Regions from separate parts of the Ovis aries genome. Here regions 2 and 3 are each linked to region 1. A link is a contact called in public Hi-C data. All regions are on one chromosome and are shown on one strand. The core of a region is the stretch at or near the end of the contact, and the rest is flanking DNA. Distances in the headings are between cores, read along the strand shown. Region 1 holds the start of PIK3R1 (phosphoinositide-3-kinase regulatory subunit 1). Region 2 has its middle 160 kb from the start of PIK3R1. Region 3 has its middle 220 kb from the start of PIK3R1.

Region 1 (3,538 bases), core at 86-2,585:
CGGAAAACCCCCTATCGCTTCGAAAGTCATCAAACCCCCAAACCCAGTAAACTCACACTTGTATACCAGCAGTGCTGCAGCCACACCAGAGATTAACGGTAAACGTGAGAGCTTTCTGATATTAAACTACGTCCAGAGAAGCAGAATTTCCCCAAATCCAGTTCACACACATTCTGCTTTCAACATGTAACAGCCATTTCGCTCACACCCTTTCATTACACGATCGAATCTGGTTACCAAAGTACATTTCTGCACTCAAGCGGTTGGCCTGAGCTTTCCTGTTCTCTTTGTCTTGTGATCTGCCGGGCAGTTTCTGCCCTTGGGAAGTGAGCGTGAGAGCTGTGGATTCCAGACAATTCCGCACGATCTTTCAGCTCGGGCTTGCACGCTCTCTCGCTCCCTCTAGCCGGCTCCATATTGCGGGGCCGGTCCCTCCGCTCTCGCCCCACGCTACAAAAAGCTAGATTTCTGGGCTATCCGAAGACCCCATTAAATCTGCCTCCAACAACCTGCCACAGGCCCGGCCGGCACCACACGCCGAGCTAGGGCCCCAGCGACCGGCCGCCCCGAGGCACACTTCCCCCACCCCGGAAGAGGAGGGAGGCAAACTTCGAAGGGCGGGGGCGGCGGGCGAGCTCCTGGGACCCCCGCCCGCCCCGGGCAGCGACCCAGGTGCAGCCGGAGAGCGCGGGGGAAAGCAGAGATCCGGCCCGCTAACGCGAAGGCGGCGGTCAGGGCGCTCTCCTTCGCCGAAGGGCTCCGGAAAACTGCAGCCGGGCGACTGGGGGAACCCTCAGGAAAGTGTACGGTGACGGAGAGGTGGCGGAAGCCCGAGTTCGCCTGCAACTCCCGGGAAGAATGCTCCCGGCGGCGCGCACACCCCGCTCGGAAGAGGACCAGGGAAACGGGAGCCGCGAGGGAGCCGGGAGCACGCGGGGACGCTGGCCAAGAAGGGGACCCGCGGGGGCCCGGAGGGCGGCAGATGCCAGCGGCAGGGAGGACGGCGGCCGGCTCGCTTCCCCCGGCTCGGTTCTGCAGAAGGAGAAGCGGCTGCTGGTGACAGGAAGAGAGCGGCTGTGGCCGCGCGCGCACGCACCGCCTCCCCCTCCCGAGCACACACCCGGACCCGCTGCCGCCGCCTACCTCCCCCACCGGCCGGCTTCCTTCCTCTGCTGAGCCCAGGCTACACCGGCAGCCTCTGGCGCGCACGGCTCCGATGAGCCCCTGACCCAGCTCAGATCCGCCAGCCGTTCCCGACCCGAGCTCGCCGTCTCCAAACTGCTGCCAGCCGTGGCCGCCGCTTCCTCCAACTCCGCTCCAGCTGCTCGCGACTCCTTTCCGTGCGCCAGCAGCTCCAGCGCCCGGCAGCGGCCCCGCCTCCGGCCCCGCCCCGCGAGCCCCGCCCCCGAGACCTCGCCAACCAGCGCCCGCGGCTCCGCCCCTCTCCGCTGGCACCGCGCCCTCCGCCGCTGCCATTCACCGCGCGGCCAGCGAGCCGGGCGGCCAGCTGGGCGGAGCTCGGATCCTGCCGACCCTTCCTGCGGCCCGGCTCCCTTTCCGCCCCCAGCCGCGGGGATGCCCTGGGCGACCCCGCCGAGTGCTCTGGGTTTTCGCCCGCCGGGCCGGCCAGGTTGCTCTCCGCCTGGGGCTGAGCCGGCTGCCGGGCGTCTTCGAGACTGGAGGCGGCGGGTCTGGGAGAGACCGAGGACGAGTTCAGACTTAGAAGCTGCGTCTCTAATCGCGGTGTCTTGAAACACACCCCAGCATCTTTCGAGCCCCCAGCGTCCCACCAGCGCAGGGGCTGGGGCGGGGAGGACTCGGATTCCAGGCTAGCCAAAGCCGGAGGCTCTGCAGTTCTCTGCTTGGCCAGTGCGGCCGCGGAGGTGGGCGGAAAAGCCGCGCCACCCCGCGTGGCGCCTCGGGGTGAAGGAGGGGTGAAAGGGTGAACCGGAGGGACAGGCGTCCGCAGCCTGCCTCGAACTCCAGGAGCCTGGCTGGCACTGCCGTCCCCGGGAACCAGGAGGGCCCGCCAGAAGGGCAGAGTTTCATGAGGAGGGCGCACGCTGACTGATCTCTCCCAGTCCTGAGATGACGGAGCAAATGTAGGTCGCTCAGGCAGACCGCAGTTGCTCGTGGCTCGGTGGGAGGAAGCTCACGGGAACTGTGAATTCCTTAAATTTCTTAATTTTTTAATGCACATTTTTCAGCTAGTCCTCATTATTTTAGTTGCTCAAGAAAAATCTGCTGTTGATACAAACCTTCCTCTGACGGTATGATGGGATGCCACCACCCCCTCTGTTCCTCTTTCGCCCATGAAAACACGTAATAGTCCGCCTTTTAAAAACCTCTTCCCAGATTCCTCTTTCTGCGGTTTCGAGACCTGCACCCGCCCAGTCGACTTGCCCTAAAGCCCTGTTCCCAATTTCCTTGCAAGAATATTATTTTTTTTTTAACCAATAATTTACTTTTGTCAAAGTTTGAGTTTGGTGGGGGGTTTTTTTCAGGGTTTTTTTTTTTTTTAATTCCGTTGTTTTTTTTCTTTTCTTTATTTTTAATGGACAATGGAAGTAGAGGAAGAATATCCTGAAATTTATTGACTGTCCTTAGGAAAGACAGTCATCCCTAAAGGTGATTCACATTCTGATGGACAGCTTAGTTCTACTCTAGGTTTTTCAGGCCTGGCATTTTTGTTATTCCAACGTACTTCTTGAGCTGGGGATACAAAAGCAGACAGCTACCTACTTACGTAAGAATCCACTTCATCTAAAAGTAAATATGAAGTTTACCAAGCTACATCATTCCCATGCATCCTGTGAAATGAAGGACCTCATATATTGAGCTTTATAAATGAAAGGAGGGGCCTCACCCTGTGACAGAATAACTTTATCCAGTCCAATAAACTGAGATATAACTGGTATGACATTTGCTGTATTTCTGTTAGGCATGGGCCTGAAGAAACCTTACCAGCTGTCTCCTTTCCTACATAATGAGTTCCTGGAAAGACACTTACATACTGCTCTAGTGGGGTTCTATTCTCCCTAAACTAAAAATAGCATGAACTCCTTGATCAAGCTGCTTTTTCTAGACTTCAGCCACTTATTTCCAGTATATATATATATATATTTTCTATCATATTTGAACACATAAAGTAAGTCCATAGAGTGTTGCCTGGAAGGACAATATGTCTCTCTTTCCGTAAATTGAATAATTTTAGTCTTTGTTTCCGGAGAAGGCAATGGCAACCCACTCCAGTACTCTTGCCTGGAAAATCCCATAGACAGAGGAGCCTGGTAGGCTGCAGTCCATGGGGTCACGAAGAGTCGGACACTTACTGAGCAACTTCACTTTCACTTTTCACTTTCATGCAATGGAGAAGGAAATGGCAACCCACTCCAGTGTTCTTGCCTGGAGAATCCCAGGGACGGGGAGCCTGGTGGGCTGCCGTCTGTGGGGTCACACAGAGTCGGACACGACTGAAGCGACTTAGCAGCAGCAGCAGCAGCAGCAGTCTTTGTTTCATCTCTATGAAATTGATACC
Region 2 (3,151 bases), core at 116-2,615, 160 kb after region 1:
TGGCTGAGAACACACTCCCTTCTTAGTGAGTGCGACTTGGCTTTGGGGCCTGAATGTCCTTCCTTGGAACTGGCCACAGAGCTTTGGAAAGTGAGAGTCCCATTTGGAATTGACAACTTATGCTCTGGGCAAAAGGATTAACATCAAGTATTCTGTAGTACATGAAAGCAAAACTCATTTTTTCCTCCATGAATAGAGAGAATTAAATCCAAATTATTAGTGCTTAGTTCCAACATCCAATGGAGAGCTGAACTTTGGCATCAGCTACTCATCAGATATTTACGGAGTGCTTTTCCAAGTACAAGATTATCATTATGGGTGCTATGGGGAGCAGAAAAATTAGAAGACATGATTTTAGCCCTCAAAAATGATCTACTCTTTTTGGACAGTGAGGTATATTCTATGCTGGGGGCATCCTAAAATGAGACCAAAGGATGGCTTCAGGGATTCCATATTTCCTCTGAAATTATGTGTAAAATTTTTGAGTACATGTATTTTTTCAGGGAAGAATGTCAAGGGTTTTACATCAGATATCCAAAGGGACTCATTTCCTAAAAAATATCAAATAACCAGGGATCTACTTATTACGAGAACTAACTTTTATTATTGCTTACTATGTGCTAGGATTTATTTTAGGCGCTTTATTTTTGACTCCTTAAATTGTCACAATAACCCCAGGGGGGAGGGATTATTATTTTTCGTTTGTTAGATATGAAAATTGAAACCTTGAGAAGTTGCCTAGTCCGAGGGCACGTGTTTAATAAGTGGCAGTTGAGGATTTGGACTCGGATCTATTTGACAGCAAAGTCTTTGTTCTTAATCTCTGGGACATACAGTAATCAGAATATATGAGAAGCAATAAAAGCCAAAAGTAGAGGAGATGGCGGAGGAAGAACACTTGAGTATGAGGAGCTGTGGTGGGGAAGGTTGCTAGCACCAGAGCTGCATGCTCGGGAAGGAGGTGAGGACTGATCCGGCTTGTGAAAAAGAGAGGCTGTTCCCATTCCATGCTCAGGATGTGAGAGTTTGAATTTAGAAACATTTTCTTGCAATCCCAGTTAGTGATAGCTGAAATTCTCTGTCTTAGCAGTTGAAGCCTTTAAGTGTACTTTTCTATCCAACTCAGCAAATAACTCTGCACACCCACGAGGACAAAAGCAAAGCCTGCTACTCTGAGGGTCCCAGGTAAGGAAGGTGAGGCCCTACTCATACACCCGTAGAGGAGACCTGTGGGTTGAGAATTCCAGTGGGAGGCGGCGAGGTTTGGGAGCGCAGGAGGAGACTCTGGGCAGCAGTCCTGAGCCTGGATCAGTCTGATCCGGAGAGCAGTGCTCATGCGGCTGGGTGTGGACAGGCTTCCATGGGGGAAGGGAAAAGGACTGCTGGGCTGAGATCTGAATGCGTCTGCCTGTTTCCCCACTGGCCTAGTTCCAGACTTTGCTGGACGTTAGGACTCCAAGCCCTGTCTGTAGGTTCCAGCCCTTATCACTACTGTCAAGGGGCATTAGTTGATCGAATTCCTCTGCATATCCTGCCTTAGCCTGGTCCCAGGAGCCTCTGGAGTGTAAAGCTGGGCCTACAGGCAGGGCTCAGCATTGCCTGGGGTTGGGAGTAGGGGCAGCCTGGGTGTTCCTCTTGGAGATATTTATTTGTTTTCCCCAATGAGGCCTCTTTTTAAGCAAAATTTTCTTCCTTTTACCCCAAGTTGCCAGAAATGGGCCTTCACCTCTCAAAGTGACCTCACGGAGGAGGGGAGTTTCCCTGTGTTTTGCAACAGCTGTGCCCAACGCAGAGCCCCTGGACCAGCTGGCGTCCTCAGATGCGCATCCTCTTCCTTGTCTCTGGTGTCTTCCCTGTTTTCAGAGAAGAGGCTCTGGGAGCCTCCACCAGGCTTTGCTGTCCTTCCAACTGTGCTAACAAAGGCCAGACATTCCCAACTTAACCCTTCACCCGTATTTCTCCATAGGTCTTTTCTCACCAAATGACAGGTGGCCAGAGTTAAATGGCCCAGAATGTCAAGCTGTGCTAGGAGGCGCCTTGCTGTCCTCCCCAGTACACTTGAGTTAACCTCGCTTTAGGCTCCATCTAGGTGTCCATGTAGTAAACGGTCAGTATGGTTCATCTGGATTCAGTTATTTCTGATCAAATAAACACTGGATGTAATAAGAGGGTTACACTGAGTAAGCCCGTGTGAGTGTCCTTACAGGACTCACCTTCAACAGGTGACGATAGACTTGGTGCCAGGAGCCACAGGCTACACTGGCACATTCTGCCCCCTGCCCTGAGCCCTTGGGGAGCCTCACTAGCCCTTGCCTTTCTCACCTAAACTGGATAGATGTTGGTTAAGGTTCCCTCCAGGACTAATACTCTATGAAATTACAGATACCGTTTTTATCTGCAAATTATAAAGGCATACATTCCGTCTAAGGTATTAACCCTTTCTCCAACTGAGTCCAGCAATCCTCAAAGAGAAACAAGCTGCCCTCTCTTAAAGGGGCTCTGTGGTTGCCTCTCCCCCTGTTCTTCTCTGTGTCTCTTTTTGTTCTGTGTGTGTGTGTATATGTCTCTCTCTTTCTGTCTCCCTCACACGCAGATACACTCAGACCCACCCTATATGAGACTCTCATAATGGGATGGAGCACTTAGTCTTCCTTTCAGGAAACCCTGTCATTTGAGTGGGAAAGATCTGCCATCTGGGATGTCTGGGTCATGCATTCCTAGGAAGAGAATCTAACTGATGTCTCCCATTGAATAACAATAACCGCTTCTCTCTAACACCTGCTTTCTTCTCTTTAGTGTCCTTGCCTATAGCAGCCTTGTGAGGGAGCTCGGAGCTGACTTCAGGGACATTTGCTGTCCCAGGCCAAGCTGCAGTGGCCTGGGTCTGGTAGGTCTATTACTTTTGATGAATCATTACTCTCCATGCCCAGATGGCCATGCAGAGGGTGATGGAGGGTGCTTCACTTTCTGTGTGTCTGGTCCCCTGCCAGGGCTAGAGATGGCATGGTAGACCTCTAGATGAACCAGACTTCCTCCACAGACATTGGAGATCCCTTCCTGGGTACAGTGGGAGCTTTAGAATATTCTGGTTCAATGTGTATGGACCTAGGAATCTGCATTTCCAACAAGCACCCCCATTCAATTCTAAAGA
Region 3 (3,342 bases), core at 500-2,999, 220 kb after region 1:
GGAAGGTGGGAGGAAATTTTCAGCCTTTGAACAGGAAAGTGAAACAATGAAAGTAACTGAATGGTTCTCTATAAAAGGGGAGTGTCCTAAGAGATAAAGGGTGAATCTAGACCCATTAGAAGTGAAGTGAAAGTCGCTCAGTTGTGTCCTTCTCTTTGTGACCCCATGGACTATACAGTCCATAGATTTCTCCAGGCCATGATACTGGAGTGGGTAGCCTTTCCTTTTTTCAGGGGATCTTCCCAACCCAAGGATAGAACCCAGGTCTCCCACATTGCAGGCAGATTCTTCACCACAAGGGAAGCCCAAAAATACATTAAAATACACAGATATGGGATAATCTGAGAGCTAGAAGTGTCCTCTAATTGAACATTTTTTCAGTGCATTCAATAGATGATCAAGACCAGAAAAATGAAAGGCCAACTAGGGATGGCGGAGAGGAAACACCAGCAAGGCAAAGAGGGCCAGTCCTGCCTCAAAGAAGAGGCAGTGTGGTTTAAGTTAGCAAGGACTGGTGTCCTCTCATCCTGGCACCCTCCCAGTCTGCTTCCCTAGCCCTCTGGAATTCCTCCCTGGCTTCCCCTTCCTCTCACTGGAGTGCAGTCTATCCACTGTGGATAGATCTCCCTGGATATTTGAAGTGTTATAAATGTAAATTAATCTGTCTATTGGTTGAGTATATCCTGGATCAGGGACTGTAATTTGCCAACTGATAACTGGGCCATTTTTAAGGGCACCTGGTGCCAGTTGGGCCCAGGCTTTCCATAATCAACCACTGAGACTCTCAGCAGGGGTAAAAACAGTCTGGTAGCTGTCATTTCCAGAAGTGGAAAGGACAAGCCATCGGTGCCTGAAACCCCAAAGAAATCCTGGGGTTATTGCTAAGGGCTTACAAAGACTTACCTTTGTCCACTCTGCCACCTGACTTTGCCCAGCTTTCATTATTCTTTTGAAATTAGGTCCATAAAGTAAAAAGAAATAAGGGCAAATAACACCTGTTTAGCCTCTAATTCTACTTAGAAAAGTTGTCATCGCATCATGCCTAGGTCTCTGCAGATATGACTGTGGTCACGTTTTCTAAATCCTTATTCAAACATTTGCTATTTATTGGATCTTACTGTATGCTAGGCACTGGGGAGGCTACAACACAAAGATAAGTTTCCTGTTCTGAAAGGACTAAAAGACCGACAGGAAGAGTGACGTTCAGAAAATGACATTAGAATACCATGCAGGCTATAAGGAACTCTATTTTTAATGTAATGATTGCATATGCTTTAGAGAAAGCTCCCTAGAGTTGAGGGGAATTTATTTAGTTACTATTTTTGTAATTACTCATAAAAGTTACCTGCAACTTTCTTTTGAAAAATGCTTGGACATTCTAAATGTGAGTCCAACAACATTTTTTATAACATTTTATTCCCGTCAACGTGAATTTTCCTTCTTTCTTTCTTTCATTTTTGCTTGTAGAGGAGCAGTGAGGGACAGGAGGAATGGGCAGACAATGCTTCGATTACAGAGCCCATTCCATTGGGGAGTTATGCAACCAAGGGGAAAAATGCATTTTCCACTCATGAGGCCCTTTGATCACTTTGGCTCTTACATAACCCCTAACAGCTGGAGCTGTAAACTTGAAAATTGGCAAGAACATCGTTCATATTGCGAAAGAAAACTCAATCCACATTTGAGGAGAAACAGCTAGATATTTTCAAAGCGATTCCAGTATTTGTGTTCTTTAACATTTAGTGAGTGCTGGTGATGTTGCGGTGCTTTAGGCCAAGTTTCTTGCCCAGGAGGAGTCTTGACTGGGAGTGCTATGAGCTGGGCCTGGTGCAGGAGCACGGGCCATGCTTTCTCATTCTTCTTTTCATTGTTGAGCTCTGGTCTGCGGCAGCCCCTCTGCCCACAGATGACCAAATGAATGCTTGCTCAAAAGTTCGGGGCAGCCAGGAGTGGATTCATATCAATCCATCCACTCCTCTTCAGCAGCCTCATGGCGCTTGCTGGCTTCTCAGCAATATCACTTCCTTTAAGCATGTTTCAACAGGATCCCCCACTGCCTCATTCTCAGTTATCCCTCCTGTCCTCCTGGGCTCCCTCCCTCTCTTCCACCCACTTCCTCTTCCTTCTGTCTCTTCTTTCCCTTATCCCCTTCTCTGGCTCTTCCTCCATCTTCTTTTTTAAGTTTTGGATATTAACTTGCTATTCCCTAAAGTGGAAATAAACCTGTATAAAACCACTTGTTTCTTGCTACAACTTAAGTATCACAATGAAAAATAGTCAACTAAGTTCAAACCCACTGCTTCGATATTAACAATATCTTCAAGAATTTATTAACACCTAAAACCAAATGCAGAAATCGGTTTCCAAAGAGGTCGTTACACTTCTAACTTGCAGAAATAAAACTAAAGAGAGGCAAAATTGCGTTTTTCATAGTGAAGCAAGCCACTGTTACTGGAGAGTCATTCAAACATGTAGAGTTTTGAGGTAGTAAGAAACTCAGGCATCTAAATTCTTCCCATTATCCCTTCTTCTCCATCAGAGAATTGTGCACATGTGGAATTACATGATGAGCAGCAATGGTCGCCTTAAGAGAGACCTCGCATGTCCATCTCCAGGAAAGGCAGGTTGCAAGGGAAGGGTGTGATACTTGCCACCTTGATATATTGGGATGTAGTTGCTGCCAGGACATCTGGCCTGAGGTCCTCCAGGATGGCTGCTCTGAATAGAGAGGCCTCATGCCCTCATGCCCTGTTTTTCAAGGATCAGTGAGTATCTTATATGGGAAGCCCAACGTGGCTCCCTGAAGCGGAAGCCACCTTTGTCTTGACCTGGAGGCCTCCTCTATGCTGCTATCAGCCATTCTGAATTCTGATGAAATAGAATATAAAAGGGAAAGGGCTAAATTAACAGGAGTGAGGTTGGCTTCCTATTCTTCTCCTGTCAGTTCAGGTCCGTCGCTCAGTCATGTCCAGCTCTTGGCGACCCCGTGGATTGCAGTTTGCCAGGATTCCCTGTTCTTCACCAACTCTTTAGCTGTACCACGATTCAAACTGCTGCTCCTCTGTTTTCAAGCAAAATCAGGGTTCTCGTGGTTCTGAAGAAGCTTTCCGTTTTTCCAGCTGCAGCTTTCGCTGCCTTCCCGTCTTTGTTCTCCCCTCTGTGGTCTGAGTGTATTTGTGCCTGCTGTAACCGCGCATCATGATTGCAGGATGGTGCTTTGAGCCCTGGCATCCATCTACTGCAGAACGCTGAAGCTGCAGATTATAAGAAATGCCTGAGGCAGGAAGGCCAACAGGAAGCCGTGGGTCTTCTCAGTGCTGTGAATCACTTCCACATCCTTCT

Evidence for each region. Hi-C and Micro-C count contacts between places; a contact is called where the count stands out from the background.
Region 2: a Hi-C map of liver shows a contact between it and region 1, with 5 times the contacts expected there. The contact joins the enhancer-like site here to the promoter of PIK3R1 in region 1. A contact is called at or near these places in 3 of 16 Hi-C or Micro-C datasets (hypothalamus, liver and omental adipose tissue).
Region 3: a Hi-C map of liver shows a contact between it and region 1, with 2.5 times the contacts expected there. The contact joins the enhancer-like site here to the promoter of PIK3R1 in region 1.

What each region holds. Positions count from the first base shown.
Region 1 is chr16:11,610,382-11,613,919 of ARS-UI_Ramb_v3.0, forward strand. PIK3R1 (phosphoinositide-3-kinase regulatory subunit 1) reads right to left here and starts at 1,336. Exons shown (of 15, transcript XM_042233720.2): 1 at 1,144-1,336.
Region 2 is chr16:11,770,431-11,773,581 of ARS-UI_Ramb_v3.0, forward strand. No RefSeq gene overlaps it. Among named protein-coding and RNA genes, the nearest start is that of PIK3R1, 160 kb to the left of the region's middle. Within about 2 kb of position 1,366, at least 12 of the 54 cell types and tissues checked have an H3K27ac peak or open chromatin away from gene starts, as enhancers often do. A contact at or near this core is called in liver, where this site is marked.
Region 3 is chr16:11,828,577-11,831,918 of ARS-UI_Ramb_v3.0, forward strand. No RefSeq gene overlaps it. Among named protein-coding and RNA genes, the nearest start is that of PIK3R1, 220 kb to the left of the region's middle. Within about 2 kb of position 1,750, at least 6 of the 54 cell types and tissues checked have an H3K27ac peak or open chromatin away from gene starts, as enhancers often do. A contact at or near this core is called in liver, where this site is marked.